Regions from separate parts of the Rattus norvegicus genome. Here region 1 is linked to region 2. A link is a contact called in public Hi-C data. All regions are on one chromosome and are shown on one strand. The core of a region is the stretch at or near the end of the contact, and the rest is flanking DNA. Distances in the headings are between cores, read along the strand shown.

Region 1 (4,826 bases), core at 751-3,250, 59 kb after region 2:
AATAACTCTCCCAGTTCCTGACACATGAAATGTAAGGAAAACTGGAATGGGGGCCAGCGAGATGGCTTGGCAATTAAGAGGACTCACTTGGTTCCTCCTCCAGAGAACTCAGATTCAATTCCTAGCACCCACACGGCAGTCACAATGTCTGTAACTCAGTTCCAGGGGATCTGATGTCCTTTTTCTGGCCTCCTCAGACACTGCTTACACGTGGTGCACAGACATACGTGTAGACAGAATACTCATACACATAAAGTAAAAATAAATGAAAAAGTTTTGAAGACAGGAATCAGCGATTTTCCAATGAGAAAACTGAGGCTAGAGTCTAAATGCAGAAGCTGGCATGAGGACTTAGGTCCCTAGCTTTTCAGGACTGCCCCATGTTCCCGGCAAACCTTCTGGTGGCTGGAAAGCACATTGTTAGCCACTGTGAGTGCTGGTGCCTGGAGGTGGTGCTGAGCAGCCTGGCACTCTAAAAGGTCCCGGGCTGTACCTTCCGGTTGGAACTGCCAAGGGTGCCCAGTGGCCCAGCCTAAGCTCGTGTCCTCTCTTTTCAGGTGATGCCCTTTCTCTGAGGAAAACCTGTGACTGGAGGAAGGGGCTGCGCCTTCATCCCACCCGGCTGCCATGAACACCTCAGTGCCCCCTGCTGTCAGTCCCAACATCACTGTCTTGGCACCAGGAAAGGGTCCCTGGCAGGTGGCCTTCATCGGGATCACCACAGGCCTCCTGTCTCTAGCTACAGTGACAGGCAACCTACTGGTACTCATCTCCTTCAAGGTCAACACCGAGCTCAAGACAGTCAACAACTACTTCCTGCTGAGCCTGGCCTGTGCTGACCTCATCATTGGCACCTTCTCCATGAACCTCTATACCACGTACCTGCTCATGGGCCACTGGGCTCTGGGCACACTGGCCTGTGACCTCTGGCTGGCCCTGGACTATGTGGCCAGCAACGCCTCTGTCATGAATCTTCTGCTCATCAGCTTTGACCGTTACTTCTCGGTGACCCGACCCCTGAGCTACCGAGCCAAGCGCACTCCCCGAAGGGCAGCTCTGATGATTGGCCTAGCATGGCTGGTTTCCTTCGTTCTCTGGGCCCCAGCCATCCTCTTCTGGCAATACCTAGTTGGGGAGCGGACAGTGCTGGCTGGGCAGTGCTACATCCAGTTCCTCTCCCAACCCATCATCACTTTTGGCACAGCCATGGCCGCCTTCTACCTCCCTGTCACGGTCATGTGTACACTGTACTGGCGCATCTACCGGGAGACAGAAAACCGAGCCCGGGAGCTGGCCGCCCTGCAGGGCTCTGAGACACCAGGCAAAGGTGGTGGCAGCAGCAGCAGCTCAGAGAGGTCACAGCCAGGGGCTGAAGGCTCACCCGAGTCGCCTCCAGGCCGCTGCTGCCGCTGTTGCCGGGCACCCAGGCTCCTGCAGGCCTACAGCTGGAAGGAAGAAGAAGAGGAGGATGAAGGCTCCATGGAGTCCCTCACATCCTCCGAAGGTGAGGAGCCTGGCTCAGAAGTGGTGATCAAGATGCCCATGGTAGATTCTGAAGCACAGGCACCCACCAAGCAGCCTCCCAAAAGCTCCCCAAATACAGTCAAGAGGCCCACCAAGAAAGGCCGAGACCGAGGCGGCAAGGGCCAAAAACCCCGAGGGAAGGAACAGCTGGCCAAGAGAAAGACCTTCTCACTGGTCAAGGAGAAGAAGGCAGCTCGGACCCTGAGTGCCATCCTGCTGGCCTTCATCCTCACCTGGACACCATATAACATCATGGTGCTGGTATCTACCTTCTGCAAGGACTGTGTTCCTGAAACCCTGTGGGAGCTGGGCTACTGGCTATGCTACGTCAACAGCACTGTCAACCCCATGTGCTATGCACTGTGCAACAAAGCCTTCCGGGACACGTTCCGCCTGCTGCTGCTCTGCCGCTGGGACAAGAGGCGCTGGCGCAAGATCCCCAAGCGCCCTGGCTCTGTGCACCGCACCCCCTCCCGCCAATGCTAACGGCCCCCTTCTCCTGCATCCTTCCACCCCAGCTCCAGGGAGAGGCCGGTGGAAAGTGTCCCGGAAAAACGGGCTGCATCTTCAGCCCCAGAGCCCTGCTCAGGACTCCCCTGGCTTCCCAGGCCCCTGGGTCACCTTCCTGGACAGCCCAGAGAGACTCTACTAGCTTTCCAAACTTTGCTATTCCCAGACGGGGAATGAAACCCGGGGAACTGGTTTTCTGATCCCCGCTGTGTGGGAATGGGCCCAGCAGGAGGATCCGGGCTTTGGACTGTTTGCGTTTAGGCAGGAAGTCAGGAGCCAGCGGGGTGGGCCGGCCGGCCAGTAGTTTAAAGGTGCAGTCTTTCTTGGCCCAGCAGGGGGCCTGGATTGCAGTGGTCATAGAACCCACTGCATCTACATTTGGGAGATGACACCAAGCACAGAGAGAAAGGTTTGGAACGGGGAGGGGGGAGGGGGTGGGGTGTTGGAGGGAGGGAGGTTGTGACCCCTGGCTGGAAATTCCCTCCTTTCCTAGGCAGAGCTCATCCAGGTAGGCCCTAGGCACACTCTCCAGGATCGTTCAACCTCCTTACAAATGACCCCAGGTCATCCCTATGTGGATCATCTCCAAGACAAATATCCAAGCGTGAGCAGGACAATGACACTAGGGGAGAGCAGCTTGGCTAAACACACCAAGTCCCAAAGCAGCATCAGGACCAGATGTCAGGTGTCCTAACCGGCCCATTCTATGCCATTTTCCTGGGGGTGGGGGTGGGGTAAGGTGCCTGCTCCAGTCCCACACCCTTTCTCCTCTCTCCCTGCCCCGAAGTGACCTAGGCCCCTCCCTTCTGGCTCACAGCCATTACCTGGGTGGATCTGCTCTGGGCAGATCTAGCCAGACCTCCTGCATGCTGCCTGCCTCCTCCAGCCTGGCCCCACACAGGTCTGGCCCAGCCAGCAGATTCTCTTCTGTAAACTCCTGAATCCAATCCATGCATGGCCTCCCTGCCACCCTGATCTCCAGGCCCTGCCTGGCCCCTGTTCTTTCTTTCCATCCTCAGCATATGCTGAGTCTGTGAATAAAGCCACGTAACTAGTGGGAACTACAAGGAATTCCTCCCTGTTTTGGCCCCAAGGCCAGGACTGCAAAGACAGGGAAGACACAAGAACTTCATGCAGAATGTGAGCTGCAGCATTTAAGGTGGATCCAGGAAGGACAGCACTGAATGGCTAAAGCCTGTGGGCCCCAGCACTGCCTGTGGGTCCATGGCTCAGGTGAGTGGTGCTAAACCAGGTAGACCTGATCTCTGAAAGTGAGGTGACTAGGTGAAACACCCCTATGTATTCTGTACATAGCAGCTCTAGGCTTGTCATACCCAGGAAGAACAGAACTCCTCCAAACTCCTATTTGTAACTGGGGGAACTAAAGCCCAGATACCCAGAAGAATTATTTAGGATTATACCACAAAACAACACCCAGGTTCCACGTAGTCCACATCTCCTGACCTCTAGACTATAGGGATGACAGACCTAGGATACTCAGCAAACCATTCAATCAGGGTCAGGGCACAACCTAAAGCATTGGATTGGTAAGAGAAGTTCCCACAGCCTAATGAAAAGGAGACTTTCTCTCTTGCTCCTCTCCTGCTCTTGCCTTCCTGCCCCCACTCTCTCCCCATTCCCTCCCCACCCCTTTCCCGTCTCCATGCACCCATGGCCGGCCTCTACTTCTCTTCTCTGTCTCTCTCTCTCTGTCTCTGTCTCTGTCTCTGTCTGTCTGTCTGTCTGTCTCTCTCTCTCTCTCTCATCTTCCCCACCCTCTGCCTTTCTCTGTCCCTACTACCCTCTTAATTCCCTTTCCCTATTCTATACTGAGAGAGAGAGAGAGAGATTGATTGATTGATTGATTAACCCCACAACAGTAGTAGTGGCTGGGAGTCCCAAGGTCAACCCTGATGTCAGTGATTTGCTGGGAAAACATACAGAACTCTGCAATGCCACTAGTCTGTCACTGTCACAGTGACAGAGTTCAGAAGAAAGCACACAGAGCAGAATCCCAGAGTAACCAGGCACAAAATGCCAGTTCCTTTCCCAGGAAGTCACAGAATACTTAATTCTCCAGCAATGATGTATGACGGCTTACATGATATACTGCCAGCCACAAAAGCCCTCCAGAACCTTGATGTCAGGTGGTTTTACAAGAGGATGGGCACAGGAAAGGACATGGCTGACTACCTAGATGGTTGGCCTCAGTTAGTATCCAGCCCTTTCTAGAGACTTAATGGACAGTGTGGTCTAGAACCTTCATCACAAGCCATATTCTTAGTATAGATTATCCGGTGTGCTCCAGGGTACACAGACAAGCAAAGATTTTCTTCTAGGCTGGATAATCCAGTGGTTAGCCACAATTCCGAGGAGCTAGACAAGGCCTGCTAAGCTAACAGTGGTCTAAACCAGGAACATTGCCAGCACCTTGGAACTTATATAGATAAATAATCTGGGGTCACCATGGGTTTACTAAAAGGGGAATTCCAAGGATGGAAACCAGCTATCCATAACCAGCAGCCTCAAGGGGATTTTGGCACAAATTAAAGTTAAGTTTGAAGGAGGTAAAAAAAAAAAAAAAAAGACTCCTAGAAGGCTGAGGTCCTGGGTGGGGCCCCGCCCAAAAAAAAGCCATCCCTGCAGGGCTAGAGAGTTGGCTCAGAGGTTAAGAGCACTGGCTGCTGTTCCCAAGGTCCTGAGTTCAAGTCCAAGCAACCACATGGTGGCTCACAACCCTCTGTAATGAGATCTGGTGCCCTCTTTTGGCCCACAGGCATACATGCAGGCAG
Region 2 (4,927 bases), core at 1,772-4,271:
GGCAATCACAGCAATAGTAACTCTAACTAGGACAGCAACTAAGAAAGAGGTTCTTATCCAGAGGGGGATTAGGCACAAGCTTGGAGAGGGAGGGGACTTGCAGGAGAGCGCCACACTCCACCTACTCTGCCAGAAGAGCACTAAGTCTTGGCAGGGAATGGACCCCACAACCTCTAAGCTGTTTGTCCAGCTGTCCTCGCCTCCCCAGGCCACAGGTTCTTATATACCTTGGCCTGGAAAATGTATCAGGCATCTGGACTCCCATGGAGCCCAAGCTAGAATCAACACATGCTGGGAGGGGGAGTCTGGGATGAATTACAACCTCCTCTGGGTTGCTTCTCTGCAAAGTTAGCTTACCTCCAAAACCGTTAGCTTGGCAGCAAACATCTCCAGAGCCACAGGTAAGAGTTCAGCATTTTGACCAAACGTAGTGGATCCAGGCCTATAATGCCAGCACTTGGGAGGCTGAGATCAGAGAGTCAGGAGTTTGAACCCAGACTGGGATGTATAATGAGACCCTGTTGGAAGAGAAAGAAGAGGAAACCAGCTTTTAAATTACGGCCCTAAACTAACACCTTGCGTGTCTGAGAACCTAAGTAGACAATAAATTCCATCCCAATTTAATGCACAAAACTGCAGTCTGTATAAGCATAGTATCTAGATTGTTTTTCTTTCCTGGTAAGAGATTCTTTAACCCAGAGTATCACGAAGTCCAGGGTGCCATCAAACTCACTCTGTAGCCAAGACTAAGCTTGAAGTATTAATCCTCCTGCCCAAGATGATTTTGAACTCCCGGGCTCAATCCTCCTGCCTCAGGCTCCCCAAGAGCTGGGACTACAGGCAGAGACTTGCACGCTTGAATAAAGGCTTCTTTACCTATGTTGGCTCATTTAACCCTCCAAGAACAAAATTAAGGAGACATAAAAATCATCCCTATCTTGAAAGAGGTAGACAGGAATTTAATAACTTGCTCTTGTCACACAGTAAGAGAATATGGAAAGAGAACCAACTCACTGCAGGACTCAGTGTTTTGTGTCAGATGCACCTTACAAACCAAAGCCATGGAGCAGCAACCTGCCCTCAACCTCCTTAGTCTGTGATCCAACCAATCGAATCCAACAGAAACATACAATTAGCGTTAACATTGCCTCTGGCTGTGAGTAACCAGGGCTCACAATCCAAAATCTGTTTTAGGAGTTCAAGTCAGGTCCTAAACTTGAGGCTAAAACTGAGATAGGTTCGTGCTCATTTAAGAAAAATAAAAGTTAGCTAGGCAGTGGTGGCTCACACCTTTAACCCCAGCACTCAAGAGCCAGAGGCAGGCGGATCTCTGAGTTCAAGGCCAGCCTGGTCTACAGAGTGAGTTCCAGGACAGCCAGGGCTACACAGAGAAACCCTGTTTTAAAAATAAATACATAGGGGGTTGGGGGTTTAGCTCAGTGGTAGAGCGCTTGCCTAGCAAGCACAAGGCCCTGGGTTCAGTCCTCAGCTCCAATAAATAAATAAATAAATAAATAAATAAATAAATAAATGGGAGATAGATAGATAGATAGATAGATAGATAGATAGATAGATAGATAGATAGAAGAGGGGGGATAAAGAGTTGACTTAGTGGCTGTGGGTAATGCCAGTTCCACAGAATCTGATACCAGATTGGTACCAGGCATGTATATGGTGAACAGATATACATGTAGGCAAAACACCAATACGTATGAAATAAGTGAAATAATTTTTAGAAATAAAGAACACAACAAGGAGGAAAAATTGAACCAAGACGATTAAAGAAACAGGGGCCAGTGAGATGACAGGCAAAGGCTTGCTGCTAAGTCTGATGACATGAGTTTAATCTCCAAAGCTCATATGGTAAAAAGAGAGAAACTGTTCCTACAAGTTATCCTCAGACCTCCATGCACACACACACACACGCACACACACACACACACACACACACACACACACACACACACACACACATCGATAGATAAACAGTGTGATGGTTTGTATTTGTAATCCCAGCATCAGGGAGGTAGAGCCAGGTGGAGCCATACAAGACCAGCCTTGGCTCTGTATTGAACTGAAGGTCGCCCTGAGCTATGTGAGACGCTTTCTTCAAAAACAAATAAAAAAGAATAATCAGGAAGGTGAAACTGAGACTCTAGAAGAGGGATCCCGCGTTATGTCTGATTTTTCCCTTGGCCCCCACACCTTCAAGAGCAACCTCTGACCTCGTGTTTCTTTCATTTGTACAAAGTCAGACCCCTGTAAGATGTGAGTTGTTTGTCCTCAGAAGACCAAAGATCAGGGTTGCTCAATATAGCAAATATGAACACACGATTCCCAGTCAGATCAATTTCAAATCAATGCATGATTTTGGATAGAAACATGGTCTGTGCAATCTTAGGGCTGTACTTTTAAAAAAAATTAACTGTCAATGTGACATTCAGGTTCAACAGGACTTGCTATGCTTTCTCTGGTGTTACTCCAGAAGACAGACTATGGTATCCACAGAATCCCTTCAGAAGGCCACCATATTTCCCAGAGCCCAGACTACTCGATGGAAGAAAGACAGGAGGTCCCATCTTGTCCCCTTCTGCATCCTGCTGCCCAAATGGCCTCCTCCAGTAAATCCACTCACTCTCAGTCTCATCCATCCTCCCTTGCCTTCATACCCACTTGGAGAAATTCTACTGACACAAGGAATACTCACAGGGTTAATCCTCCTGACACCAAGTCACACTTTAACTCATTGTCTTCAGGACAAAGATTAAAAGCTGCCTACGTAAGAGTCAGGGCTCCAGCAGACCCTGAAAGCTGAGCTGTCCAGACCCCCGAAGTGAAGAAAAGAGGCGAGGGCAAGGGAGGGCCAGAACCGAGGGAGAGAGAAAGGAGGGGCAGCCCACCAGCCCGCTGTCCTGCCACAGAACCGGCTCAGCTCCAGCTCCAGGAGTCACTCAGCTGCAGAGGCAGTGGCAGCCCCACTCCTCAGGCAAAGGGCAGCAGACAGACAGACAGAGGTCCTAGGACTGGAGGTCCTCAGTCATTGACCACTCAGCCTGGCCCAGCCCCATGGCCTTCAATGACCTCCTGAAACAGGTGGGGGGCGTCGGACGCTTCCAGTTGATCCAGGTCACCATGGTGGTTGCTCCCCTACTGCTGATGGCTTCCCACAACACCTTGCAGAACTTCACTGCCGCTATCCCCCCTCATCACTGCCGCCCACCTGCCAATGCCAATCTCAGCAAAGATGGAGGTCTGGAGGCCTGGCTGCCCCTGGACAAGCAAGGACAACCCGAATCTTGCCTCCGCTTTACTTCCCCCCAGTGGGGACCACCCTTTTACAATGGCACAGAAGCCAATGGCACCAGAGTCACAGAGCCCTGCATTGATGGCTGGGTCTATGACAACAGCACCTTCCCTTCAACCATCGTGACTGAGGTAAGAATCTGGGGCTTTCTCTCCATGTGACACTACTTTACCTCCTACACAGACAGACAGACAGACATACAGAGAGAGAGAGAGAGAGAGAGAGAGAGAGAGAGAGAGAAAGAGAAAGAGAGAGAGAGTGTGTGTCAAGTTTCTTGGGGGCCAAGATCAGAAGATGAAATTAAAACATTGAAGAGGATGGTGTTTGTAGAAAGGTAGAAAGGGTGGGTGAGGAAGTTGCTGAGTGTTGTAAGTGTTCTTATCTCCCAGGAACTGTGAGACAAACTACAGAGAGAAGTATTACTGAAAGAGGGTGACACGGACCCTGCAGACCTTCCTGGGGGGGGGGGTTGAAGGGCTTCCCTGCCTTGGGCTCTTCTGTGCCCAACCCTGGCTTATCTCTCCCCACAGTGGAACCTTGTGTGCTCTCATCGGGCTTTCCGCCAGCTGGCCCAGTCCCTGTACATGGTGGGAGTGCTGCTGGGAGCCATGGTGTTTGGCTACCTGGCGGACAGGTCAGTCCTGGGTAAGCCAAAGAGCTGGGCTAAACTGGGATCAGTGGTTTTAAGACAGGGGTGGCTGGCTTAAGTGCAAGGGTCAGGATTCTTCTTAGCTCCTGAGAAAACTGCAGCCTAGGGCATCACCCTAGGCACCTACTCCTCCTCTGTGTAGCTCAGCCTGGCTCCCAGTAGTCCTCAGGCCCCTGACACAAGTCTTCCCTCCCCGACAGGCTGGGCCGCCGGAAGGTGCTGATCTTGAACTACCTGCAGACAGCTGTGTCGGGAACCTGTGCAGCCTATGCACCCAACTATACTGTCTACTGCGTTTTCCGGCTCCTCTCGGGCATGTCTTTGGCTAGCATTGCAATCAACTGCATGACACTAAGTGAGGACTGTTCGCCATGTCCCCTCTCACCACCCAGTCCTGCCAACCTCCTCCTGAAGCCCTCACCTCCTGAGCCCCACCTCCTCTCAACCCAGTATCTCCCTTAGATCTGCATTTCCAGTCAACAGTAACACTGCCTTCCCCAGCCCCCAGCTCACACCAGCTTGATCCCTTACTTGGAATGAGATTGCCGACTCTGTGGTCAGTGTGCCCAAGACAAGCCGGGCACGGGAGACCTTAGGAGTAGTGAAGAGTGTGTCCAAAGGAAATCTGAAGGCTAGTGATACAGGCAAGGCCTGGTAGCATGTTCCCACAATCCCAGTGCCCGGGAATCAGAGGCGGGAGGACTGTCCCAAGAATGAAGCCAGAAAGGTCTATATAATGAGTTCTAGGCCAGTCTGGGCTAAATAGCAAAGAAGATATCTCAGTGGGTAAAGACACTTGCCACCAAGTCTGATGACCGGAGTTCAATCCCCAGGAACAACATGGTAGAAAAAAAAAAACGCAACTGCTACAAGTTAGTTGTCCTCTGACTTCCACACACTTGTCATGACATAAGCACAGACAGACAGACAGACAGACAGACAGACAGACACCTATGCGGAAAAGATAGAGAGTG

The links. Hi-C and Micro-C count contacts between places; a contact is called where the count stands out from the background.
Region 1: a contact with region 2 is called in a Hi-C map of kidney, with 3 times the contacts expected there. The contact joins the enhancer-like site here to the promoter of Slc22a6 in region 2. A contact is called at or near these places in 2 of 12 Hi-C or Micro-C datasets (kidney and liver).

The regions. Positions count from the first base shown.
Region 1 is chr1:215,009,036-215,013,861 of GRCr8, forward strand. Chrm1 (cholinergic receptor, muscarinic 1) reads left to right here. Exons shown (of 2, transcript NM_080773.2): 2 at 558-3,101. The coding sequence starts at 628. The coding sequence ends at 2,010. Among named protein-coding and RNA genes, the nearest start is that of Chrm1, 15 kb to the left of the region's middle. Within about 2 kb of position 2,001, at least 27 of the 93 cell types and tissues checked have an H3K27ac peak or open chromatin away from gene starts, as enhancers often do. A contact at or near this core is called in kidney, where this site is marked.
Region 2 is chr1:214,949,076-214,954,002 of GRCr8, forward strand. It overlaps Slc22a6 (solute carrier family 22 member 6), which reads left to right and starts at 3,022. Exons shown (of 10, transcript NM_017224.2): 1 at 3,022-3,435; 2 at 3,835-3,938; 3 at 4,154-4,308. The coding sequence starts at 3,067. It also overlaps a transcript of Slc22a25 not described here.